Linked DNA regions of Columba livia: region 2 is linked to region 1. Evidence: chromatin contacts called from public Hi-C data. All regions are on one chromosome and are shown on one strand. Each heading gives the region's core, a stretch centred on a gene start, on an enhancer-like site or on the middle of the called end of the contact. The rest is flanking DNA. Distances are from core to core; before and after follow the strand shown. Region 1 holds the start of ABI1 (abl interactor 1). Region 2 overlaps ABI1 (abl interactor 1).

The links. Hi-C and Micro-C count contacts between places; a contact is called where the count stands out from the background.
Region 2: a Hi-C map of liver shows a contact between it and region 1, with 2.2 times the contacts expected there. The contact joins the enhancer-like site here to the promoter of ABI1 in region 1. A contact is called at or near these places in 2 of 2 Hi-C or Micro-C datasets (crop and liver).

What each region holds. Positions count from the first base shown.
Region 1 is chr2:18,239,289-18,245,133 of bColLiv1.pat.W.v2, forward strand. It overlaps ABI1 (abl interactor 1), which reads left to right and starts at 3,551. Exons shown (of 10, transcript XM_005513796.4): 1 at 3,551-3,912. The coding sequence starts at 3,559. LOC135578420 (a long non-coding RNA gene) reads right to left here and starts at 3,520. Exons shown (of 4, transcript XR_010469972.1): 1 at 2,984-3,520; 2 at 102-1,809.
Region 2 is chr2:18,306,493-18,312,205 of bColLiv1.pat.W.v2, forward strand. It overlaps ABI1 (abl interactor 1), which reads left to right. Exons shown (of 10, transcript XM_005513796.4): 5 at 3,807-3,947. Among named protein-coding and RNA genes, the nearest start is that of PDSS1, 40 kb to the right of the region's middle. Within about 2 kb of position 1,674, at least 1 of the 3 cell types and tissues checked has an H3K27ac peak away from gene starts, as active enhancers do.

The sequences.
Region 1 (5,845 bases), core at 2,301-4,800:
AGAAAAAAAAAAAAAAATAGCATTAAGTATTCACATAGGATTGTCTCAGTACAGACACACTTTTGTAAATATGTCACTGCAGTAAACAAAAATTTTCTTACAAGAACATGAGACTTGGCATTTGGCAGTAGAGCTGATGTGGTGGCCCTTGTGTCCTCTGTGCCTCCAGCTGCCCCTTCAGATCCCTCATCTCCCTTTCCATTGCACTGTCAAAAGTGCTTGTGTAATGAAACAACCAAATCAGGAATTGATCCTGCTGAGGAACAGTCCAACAAAAAATAAAGGGTGATTGTCCAACCAACACTACCAAAGCAAGTAATGTTCCCAAGAGAAGAAAAAAGACACTTGTCAATCCATGGCCTAGGAAAGGCAATAGACAATTACAGAGCTGCACAAATTACAGTGCAGGAGAAGCTGCTTTGATGCTGCTGCTTTGATGCTGTTCTAAACAGGTGTGTTTAGAATACAGTTGCATTTTTCTCTTCCAGTCAAAAATGGGCTATGTCCAAGGAGTACAGTACTGCTCCTGGATATCATCATGCCCCACTGAGGAGGAACAAATCTCAGACAGACAATTGAGGCTCCAAGAGAGGATGGGATCTCATTCAGGTGATCATTTGGATAGAGCTTGAGGATCATCATTACATTTTTTACTCTGCTAGTCCAGCCACCCTGGCCAGAAAAATTTTAAGTCCCAGATGTTTTGTCCACTTGAAGTACCTTAAGTTAGCTAACTTCTTCTTCTAATCAGCAGTTTATTGTCTAGAGCAATGGGAAGGTGTGATAAGTAAAAAAACAAAACAAAACCAAGAATAGAACAGCTTCTAAAGAAAAACACAATGAATGCAGTTCAAATGCACACTTGTGTCTTCAGCAAAGGTCAGTTCAAGTCCAGGATTTATTTGCTCTGGCTCAGCGCTGGTTCTGCTAGATTTGGCTAGCACTTGCATTGCTACCCAAATGTCTCTGTGCTTTGGAATCGCTTGGTGTACACACCATGAACACCAATGGAACAAGCTTGGGTCTATTGTGTCTGAGTTAATAAACCCTCCAGGAACCTCAGACATGAGGAAGACACTGCAAAGACACTCAAGTGACCCTGCAGAGCAATTCTGAAAGCAGAAGGGCTAACATGGAATAGGAGCTAATAAGGCCCACTGACCTAACTAGTTGAGCATGTTTGCACCACAATTCTCAATACATCTTGCTCTGCTCGGCCCTCACAGCAGTACTGCCCTGGCTGTATACCACTAAGTTAAAAATTCCTGCTGGACCTGACCTAGCTCAGTGTGAAGGCAGCTCGAGTGCTTCTGTACCTGTCACAGCTCAATCTACTGGGCATGGGGATAACGCCCGGCTGTGCCAAGAGGGCTGAAAAGTCCCGATGGAGACGTCACAAGGTGGCGCTCTTTGATGGGGTCTTCCAAGGTCTTCTTGAGTTCCGAGCACATTTTGAGGAAGAGTTGGCAAGTTTTCCGGCTTGTGCAAGGCCTTTTGGTCGAGATCCGGTGGAGGGAATGGGACTGTACTCTCTGCTCTGCTGCTTGAGGCAGGTGTGCTTCCTGGGAGCCAGCAGTGCTCCGCTCAGCTGCTGTGCTGCCATCTGCTTGTAGGACCGGGATGCCTGCTGAAGTACATTTCACAAAACACACACGACTGATTTTTCTCATACCGAAAAACGTTGATGTGCAAGGTCCCACATATCTGCTGTCTCTTGGTACAGGGACGGCAGTAACATTTTAAGAAGAGCCGACAACAGTTGTGCTACATTTGAAGATGTTAACAGCTTCCATGAAGTCAGTCTGTGATCTGTAGGCAATTACAGACTCATTCAAGCCAATGGGTGTTAAGCAATTTGCAGACTGAATAAAGAAATCAAATTTGTCTTTGTTTTATGATAGCTGGAAACAAGGAGAAGCCAGTGCCCAAGGTGGTTTCTGATCATGCTTGCCTTGGGACCCATTAAAAGCTTGTCTATACCTCAATTCTGTTGCAGAAGAAATTTAATTATTTTACATTAACAGGGTATTTGGAATATAAAATAAAATCTTTTATTGGAAATTACATGCTGTACTAAAGAGAGTTATTAAAACCACTTTGGAAATAATTTTGCTAAGCTGCTAAATGAATTAACCATCAGAAGATAGCAATGTAGGTGCATTTCTACCCCTCAGCAAGTGCTGTGACTATACCAGCTCCTTCCTCTGCTGTCCCAGAGAGCACGCAAATATCTCTCTGAGCACCTGTTTAGCTGTTCCCAGCCAGGGGTCGGATTTTTGTAACTCCAACTCCTAAGACCAGGCTCACTGGTGTTTCCCAGGCTCCCTACCATTCAACCTCACCTCATGGCTCTAGACCGAGGTGCTGGACTTTGCTGATCTCCAAGGTGAAGCGAGATCTATTTTTCTTCTCTCCACCTGGATTCAGAGACATCAGCAGGTATACCAAAGGATCCTGATCAGAACGGTTGTCAGTGCTGACTCCAAAGACATGCAAAATACACACGTTTATGCAGAGGTGAGGCAGTCTGCTCTAACGATACTGTGTTTGAGAGTATTTTTTTCTGAAGCGTGCTGACTTTTCACTGCGGTGGTTTTCTCTGGGACAACTACTAAAATGCAAGGCCCGGTTCCAGTTGCATTTGTAACTGTGTACACACAGCACACAAGGCCAAGGCACGAATAACAGCCTTGGAGACGGCTTCTTCTGGGCCTCTTACTCATTGCAAAGGCAGGCTTGGACAACCCAGCACAGAAACCACCTGCTGTTACTGGCTTTTCTTCTGGTATCATCACAGAAACAGGATTTCGCTTACCAAAAACCAAACAAACAAAAAACCCCGCAAACAAACAAACCAACCACCCCCAAAAAACAAAAACAAACACTCCCCCCAACAACAACAACACAACAAAAAAACAAACCAAAACCCCAACAAAACACATGCAAGAGAGATTGTACTAATAATGACTGGACTTTTGCATACCTTTTCAACAACCAGAGCAGGCCCCGAAACGATGATAACAACTGAGGTAAAGGAGTGGCAGGAATAATGCATTTACCTCAGCCAAATATTTAAGTTTGTCTTGTGAAACTAAACCCAGAAAAACGCTAATTGTCAATTATTACTCCTGGGCAGGGCTTCATAAAGATCTACACAGTTTAGAGTATTTCTCCCACCCCCTCAGGGTAATCCCCTGGTGACTAATTAGCCCATCTCAATAATCGTATCGTTTTACCAATTTTGTTGTCATCTCACAAATTTCTAGCCTGAAAGGAGGCTGGACAAGGGCGGCCCTTCCCTTCCAGACGCTTTTGGGTTCTCCTGAAGGGAGACGCCGCCTCAGGGCAGCACTGGTGGGGCGGGGGCTTTTTTTGAGGGAGGGCGGGGGAAGCACACGAGCATGTCCTCTCGTTCCTAGGACTGTCCCACAGCCCTTCTACGGCTCTCCCGCCGCTCTCCACAGCGGCCGGGCGGGGCAGGCGCCCCATACACCGCCATCTCCCCTCGGCGGCCGCGGGCGGTGGCTACGAGCAGCGCCCGCCCCATCCCACCTGCGCATGCGCGCTGCGGCGCTGCCTACAGCTCCCGGCCTGCTCTGCAAAACAGGGGCGGCGGTGGTTTTTTCTCTTTCCCTCCCTCCCTCCCTCCTCCCCTCGGCGGGGGAAGGATGGGTGGGGAAAGCGAGCGCTCACGAAAGCGAGGCGAGGAGGAATCCCACAATACCAGGCGGGTTGCGAGCCCGGCGCTGCCGCTGTCTCTTTAATGCAAGAGGAAGCGATGCGGAGGGGTGGAAAATGGCAGAGTTGCAGATGTTGCTAGAGGAGGAAATCCCTTCTGGCAAGCGGGCTCTGCTCGAGAGCTACCAGAACCTCACTCGAGTCGCCGACTACTGCGAAAACAACTACATCCAGGTGAGGGGCGGCTGGGCAGTGCAGCGGGGCCGGCGCTGGGAGGCTCGGCTGCGCTCTCCGTGCGGGCGGCGGGGCCGGAGCCGCCTGAGGGGCAGCGCGGCGCCTGGCTGCCCCCGCCGCCGCTCCCTTGGGTTTGCCTTTTCTTTCAACTTTTCCAGCCGAACGAACGGGCTTCCCTCTCCCCGCTCCGGAGGGGAAGGGAGGGGGTTATTATGTCAGTCCGGCTCGGAGGGTGTGTCTTTTTTTTTTTTTTTTTTTTCATTTTTTTTTCTTCCCTTCAAACCCCCCCCCCGCCTTCCCTTTTTGTATTTATTTATTTATTATGAGTCATATCCCGGAGACCTCCCTGGGCTGGGGGTGAGTGGGGCGTGAGGGCCGATGAGCCTCCCCGTGCGGCCGGCTCGCAGCCGGTACCTCAGGTTCCCCCTCGCTCCCCGGCGAGGCTCCCTCCGCGGGAAGCCGGCGGGGTGGCGGTTGCTGAGGCGGGCGGCTCCGCGCCCTCCGCGCCTCACGTGGAACGCGGGTGCCGGCCGGCCCCTCCGCCAGAGCCGCGGCGGCAGCGCGGGGCCGCCATTGGCAGCGGCGCGGGGAGCGGAAGGGGCCCCGCACCCCGGTGACATCACGGAGCTCAGTCATCGGCGGGGATCCGCGCTGGGAACCGCCGGGTCCGCCCGGGCGTGCAGCTCTCGGCCGGGCCGAGGGAGCCGCGGTCTCGGCAGCGCTGCGGCTCGGGGTTTGCGGGGGCGGGAACTGCCCGTGTGCAGGCACCGGTGTGCGAGCGGGAGGCGGCGTTTCAAAATGGCAATCCGTGTCTCCCGCAGGCTTCTCACGCCAAGCAGCCTGGCACACCGGCTTCACACCGATGCTGGAGAGGCTCCATTGGCTGTAGCGTGTCTCCACCAGTCAGGGTGGATTTTTTTCCCTTTAGATTGGCAGTACTTTTTGGCCTTGCTTTAGGTCTAGTTTTGTGAAGCCGCTTTAAGCACAATTTACTATTATTATTTTTTTCAGGATTTGCAGTACATAACTCTGTAAGTCTGTATATGTAGTCATACAAATGTGGACACAGAACCATCCAAAGATGCTCAAATTCAACTTTTTTTTTTTTTTTTTAGTAAAAAAAATGAAGAAGTAAAGCAAATAAACTCTAATTACTGAACAGCTTGTAAAGAGAACTTGTTGAATCTAAGGCTACGTATGATGAGTATTTAATATAAGTCATTAAATTCTCTGACATGTGTCATTCGTAAGCTGTCCTACTGTTTTTTGTAATGGAGGAGCAAATTTGAAACCAGAGCTTTAATAATGTGAAGTGAATTTTTTTTTTTTTTAAAAAGTGAGCTAATTGGATTAAAACTGCTCTTACGAGCCATGTTTTTAACTTTTTTTTCCTGTGATATGTGAGGTAGTATGAGTTAATGTCTATTTACTCTTCCGAGTTGTTTGCTCCACCCAAAGAAAGCTGCTGATATAATGCTTCGAAGAGGCGAGGTTCATTTGGTTTTACTCATGGGAAATATGACAAATACATGAGCATGGTAATTGCAGCACAAGTTGTGACCTGTCTCCTGCTTCTGACTTTTTCCCTGTGTCAGAAAGTTACAGAGAATCTTCAGTTACATAATGTTCTTCAGAGTCCTAAAACTTGTCTTTTATTCCTTCAGGCGAACAAACAAAAAATCCAACACTTGAGCTAGTTCCCATTCTGTCATTTGGGGTGGGGGGCATGTTTATTTATTTATTTATTTTAAATTTGGTAGCTCATTTTCACTTAAAGTATCGAGGTCAGCTGGATATGGGATTGGTACGGTCTGTTTTATCTGTGTACAGCTGTGTTTACCCCTTTTGAAAGGAAGCTGGAGTTCTAAAATTCCTAATGAGGACTTGAGCAGTAGCTTTGAAGAACGTCTACCGTGCTTGTATTGTACAGGCG
Region 2 (5,713 bases), core at 424-2,923, 65 kb after region 1:
GTAATTTGGGTTCTGCTTACTGCAGAACAATGTTTAGATTACTTAAAGAGAAATGCAACTTAAAAGAGTTCGGTGGCAGGTTCATTCTGTTATTTACTGCATGGGGGAAATATGCCAAGCCAAATGCTGCTGACCTCTCCAAGTGCCCATACCCGTTCATGAAGCAAACTTTCAGGCACCTTCCCTCCCTGATAACTGTTTGCTCTGGAGTCTGTATTTTAGAACTCCAGAGGCAAACTTTCAGGCAAGGCCTGGTAACCATATGCAGAACAGACTTTCAGGAGACAAAATTCTTACAAAATAAAAAATTTAATGGAGCAGAATAGCAGAAGGGCTGGCTTAAGCTGGGTACCTGCTCAGAGGTCCCCGCAAGCATAGAAAACTACAAACTTCTATATCTTTACAGGTCATTCATACCATGATTCAGTCCAATAGCAATATTTCACTTTGAATCTTCTTGCTTCTCATTGGATCTTTTTTTGTCGGATTCCATGTGGGCCTTTGTTTTGTTCAGCAGTAGACAATGTTTATGGTCCATAGCCTTGCAGATACTGTTTTGTCTGAATAAATCCTTTTTTCTCAGCTAAATGCAAAATAGGTCTTATCTTATAAGTGTTCAGTGTAGTTTGTAGTTGCTTTTGGTAAATATGAGCAGAACTTTACAGCTTAATTTTAGAAAAAACAGCTTACTAAGTAACATAAAGCAAAGAATATATTGAAAATCATACAACCTTTATCTCTTGAAATACTTAATTACATTTAGTATGCATCTACTTAAGCTAAGTTATTACTATATTGAACTTGAATTGGGCTCATCCACTGACCTGTGAGTGGTAAAAACAGTGCCATACAGCTCTCTTATTTAGCAGGCAGAGATCAAAGTGGGCTCATCCAGGCTGTCATATTTGTAGAATAAAGTGGGTGACTCGTAGTCAGATTGCATACAGCAGGAAAGTCTGCACGACCCTCCCTGCGCCCACAAGTTACCGGTGTTCAGTGTGCTGTTCTGCTTCCTTGTGGGTCTCCTGGAAGGAGATTTTGGCCTGACTGTGGTGCAGGCCCTCACCTCCTCTGGAGCCTGGACCAAACTGCTGCCAGTTTGGCTGTAGGGGAATTGAGTGCATCCGCCACATTGTGTTGGCTTCAGGTATGTTGTCTGAGAGAGGTGGTGAGCTGGAAAAATGAGGAGCGATGAGATGGAACAGGATGGCAGACGAGCAGCAGAGGTCAAGGAAAATTAGAAGCAGCAACTCCTTTTGTCAAATACTAGCTTTTTTTTTTTTTCTTTTTTTTTTTTTAATCCTGATTTGGTGTTTTGCTGCTTTACCATGGCAGTGTTTGTTTCCCTTTCTGCAGAGAAATTACCCTGGAGGTTTCCTCAGCATGTTTTGTGAAAATTCCCATTGCTCAAGGGCATGCAATCAGTATTCCAATTGTCTCTCTTATCCCAGCTGAGAAAGAGTAGTTTATCAGCCCTGGCAAGCTGGGTAGCGCTTTCATGTCCTACGCTTGCTATTGAAACAGCAGTGTTGATGTGCTGGTGAGCTCTCTCTCTAATGCTCTCCCCTGAACAAGACAGAGCTGTTTGGTTGCCTTAGCTGATGCCTGATAAGGATTAATCAGCTGAATGTCATTTCCAGATGAGCTTGACAAGAGACAGCAGTTGGCTGAGGGGGAGGAATAATGTGGGTGGGTAACAGAGATTTCTATCTGCCCTTCTTGTTCAGGAAGCCCAGCTCTTGTCTTGAGCATCCGTGTTCTGCCAAAGCATGAAATATCATAGGCATGACTGTTTCCCTAATATATGCAGAAAAAATTGCTAGAAACTGCAAGGATACTACTCTTCTCCCTTTGATCCAGAAAACAGAGAACCATGTAAAATCAGAACTGAGCTTGGTGTGTAACACAGGCTGTTAAGCATGTGCTCTCTATTGTGCAGCTTGTCCCTCTGAGGCAGGACTAGCTGAAGGAATATGGTGGGGATGGAGTTCTGCACAGAAATCATGTGGGCTGAAAAGGGAAAGGGGCTGCAGGAAGCAGGAGTCTCCTCACTGGACCCAGGAGAGACTGTGGAAAAGCTCGGATGCTCTGGGTGGAAGTGTCACAGGAGGAGGAGTGAATTTCTGGAGCTGGATGGAGGGAGTAGCCGTTGGGCCTTGAGGGTGCTGGAGCAGAGCAAAGGCCTTGGGCTCCCTGGACCCTTCCTGGTGGCACTGGGCATCACGCCACACTGCAGCATGGAGGGACAGCAGGGCAGGGAGCACCGGGCAGTGTCAGGAGGGAGGGTTCTCCTCTCTGGGGCTGGCAGAGAAGCAAAGGGAAGGAGTGGACTTGAGTGATGGAAAGAAATTGGTTTTGACTTCTCTGGTGCTTTGGAGTTTGAGTGCTTCAATGAAGCTGAGAAGAGCAAAGGAGAAACTGAGGCATGGCTGAACCTGAGGGTGTAGTGGGGGTTTGCTTTTGACAAGATTTTTAATTGTCCAGGCAAAATAAACGGTACTGCAGATCTGAGTAGTAGTATTGCCAGGGCCTTCCAGGGTAGAATATCTTAAAACATTTTCAAGGTTATTTCTGTTGGAAGCATATTTAAAATCTTCCTTGGTTATCATTTTATTTGATGGTATTTAGAGCTCTATCTCTTACAACCGAAATACAAAGTATATTTATTTTTCCCATGACTGATCTCTTTTGGCAGATCTATAGGTGGTGGCAGTCTGCATATTAAAATCATCTGGAGTTCTTTATGTAGACAAACTAATTTACAAACACCACAGTGCATGCAAACAATTATGGTATTTCCACTTCTCTCCTTTAGAGGTTTTAATAGTAGAATGTTGTAGTTAAAATTTAGTGCTGTTGCATTCCATATTGTAAAAAGGAAGTCAATAAGTCTCTTAAAATACCAGGAAGCTGTGTAACTTATCAGCTCAGTTAAAACCAGTAACTGAAGAAATGATTAAATGCCAATAGTTAAGTATTTTTGGTTTTGCTTAGCTGGTGCATTGCCAAATTCCATGCCTTGCAAGGGATCTCTTAGTTACTGGTGAGAACTGAAGAGCTCTGCAATTCAGTACAATAAACACTCTGTTCTTAAGGCAGTAATGGGTCTGGTAAATAGATCTCGCAAGATCTGTGTTATATTTCTGACTTGATGCAGTCTGCTAGGTGACTGTGGGAGTCTCTGGGCTTCACTTCTTTGGGCTGGAAAACTGAGACAATGAAGCTCATCCAAGGCACTTTAAGATCTGCCTAAGTGATATGAGGTTGCTGAATTACTGTGTGAAATGATGCTGCTAGGAAGAGCCTTGGTGATTGCAAATGTAGCTGTGAATCTTGCAGCCTTACTCCTGTCTCAGTGAGTTGAATACCTTTAGCCAAGAATACTTGTTTGGAAAGCATTTGGGGGGGGTGGGGAGGAAGGGAGGAAAGATGATATTGTTACAGTGGAAGAGCTGCTCACAAACACTGTACTGAAAGGTAACTCCAGAATGTTACACAGATGTTAACTATTGTATGTTATGTGATTCAAATAATATATTTTTGGTGGTAAATTTACTTCAGGCTTTTTTAACTACTTTATGTGCTGTAGGCCAACTTGTATGGATCTGCATAAGAGCACTTAAGAGAGTTGAATGTGACCTGTCTACCCTGCCCAGTGGAATTCGTTTCATGTACTGCAATGTGGGTCACTGTGCAGTGATCTCTTATGAAAACTTAAGGAAACAAATGGCTTCACCACTTCATTCATTTATCCTTTTGATCTTCTGCTCATTTATCTGTCTTTAAATCTTTTTTTTGTTGACCAGACGAAATACTCCTTACAAAACCCTGGAGCCAGTCAAACCGCCAACAGTCCCCAACGATTACATGACCAGTCCTGCCAGACTGGGCAGTCAGCACAGTCCAGGAAGGACGGCTTCCTTGAACCAGAGACCAAGAACACACAGGTAGAGTGTTTTCTCACCGTAACTCCTTCCTGCTTGGCATGCTCTTGCTTACTAAAATAATGGAAAAGCTTTGAAGCTTTGTGCCTGTTAGCTTTTTGTTGAGAGGCAAAAGGTGAGTTATTCTGCCACTCCGCATTAACAGAACATGACTGTGTTGTTGACTACTCTAGCACATAAAACTGTTTTCATACTCTATGGAAGCCTCATTTAATCTAGCAGGTTCCATAACTACAGGCCTTGTTTTATATAATAAATTTATTTTGTTCTACGATTTCTTTCCCAAGAATAAGCAAAACTTTAAAATTTATGCAGTTGCAAGGTAGTGATGGGTCCTACTGGGTTTGAAACTGCATTATAAACCTTAGCCTAAAATAGGTTTTTATTGTTGTTGTTCTCAAGACCACTAATTGCAAAGGGAAATTTCTGTTGGTTAGAAACACCATGATTAAGGTAGTCTGAAAGAGCTGATTGCTTTCTTTTTACTAGAACTTAATGCTCATAATCAGTGCTAGCATAATAGAAGCAGAAAATAAAAGCTATTCACAGAGCAGGTATTGGCATCAACCACTTGTTTCCACGTGCTGAAGGGCTTTGAAAGAGGAGTATGTGTTTTGAGTGAGAAGGGCATTTCAGATTGTACCTCGTTGTTTTGGGTTTTTTTTAGTGCCATTTTTTTTTTTCTCGAATTGCAAGGCTTGATCTTTCTCTGAGCCTCTTGAGTGAATTCAGTTTTTTCAGTTTGATTTTTATCATGGGCTTCAAACTGCAGGGGAAAAACAGATTAAAGAATTCAATATAGTTAGAAGTAAATGTTAGCTTATTTTTGAGAGCTTCATTCTTATTTTTTTTTAAACTCCCAGTAGGCAGTTAAACATGGTAGGTCACTAATGGAGCTTGAGAGAGTATTTTGGACACAGCTGATCATGAGATACTGTCAGAATGTAATAATTCCTAAATCTGGCTGCAACCAAGATCTTGTTAATCTGTTTAGCTGGCTACTGTGAATGCTTCCTACTCTTGTCTCACAAGATTTTCTTTTATGTAGACTGCAGTTAGAAATTCAGCTGCAACCATGGTGACAAGATCAAGGTCTTCAGCATACAGAACATTAATTTCGAAGGAATTATCTTGGCTTCCATTTCACGCCACTGATTTTTCTTTTTGTAACAGTGTTATTTTTTCAATGTATATTTGTATGATTTGGTCTTGACTCTTGACAGCACTGATTTGTAGCTACCCAGGAATGGTAAACAAACTGTAGCATCACTGAGTATTCTTTAATTAGCATGGATGGTTTCAAGTGGTGTTTTGACTTCAAAATATCATGAATACTTAGTTCCCGTTATATTATCCGTTTAATACATGTAAATTCAAGCCTTGGCCTAAGCAGTGCTCTTGGATAAAAATAAGGACAGCTTATGCCTGAACCTTGATTCTTTTTCAGCTATATACAGAAATGTACAGAAACATACAGAAAATTATCCACATCACACCCCATCACAATTGATTTATCATAGTTGTTGTCAGTTCAGAAGTTCTCAGTCTAAACTTCTGCGGTGAGTGGAGGAAATGTTCCTTCAGCTAACAGTATAAATAATCTTAAATGGTGACTTACAGTTTAGATACTAACTCGTCCATCCCTAGCTTATTACTTTAAATTATTACAAGGCACCAAACTATTACTGCAGTTGTTACTCCATTACCTAGAACTGGTATCATTGTTTACCTTTTTATTTTTTAAAGCATTTAATTACATATTTCATGCA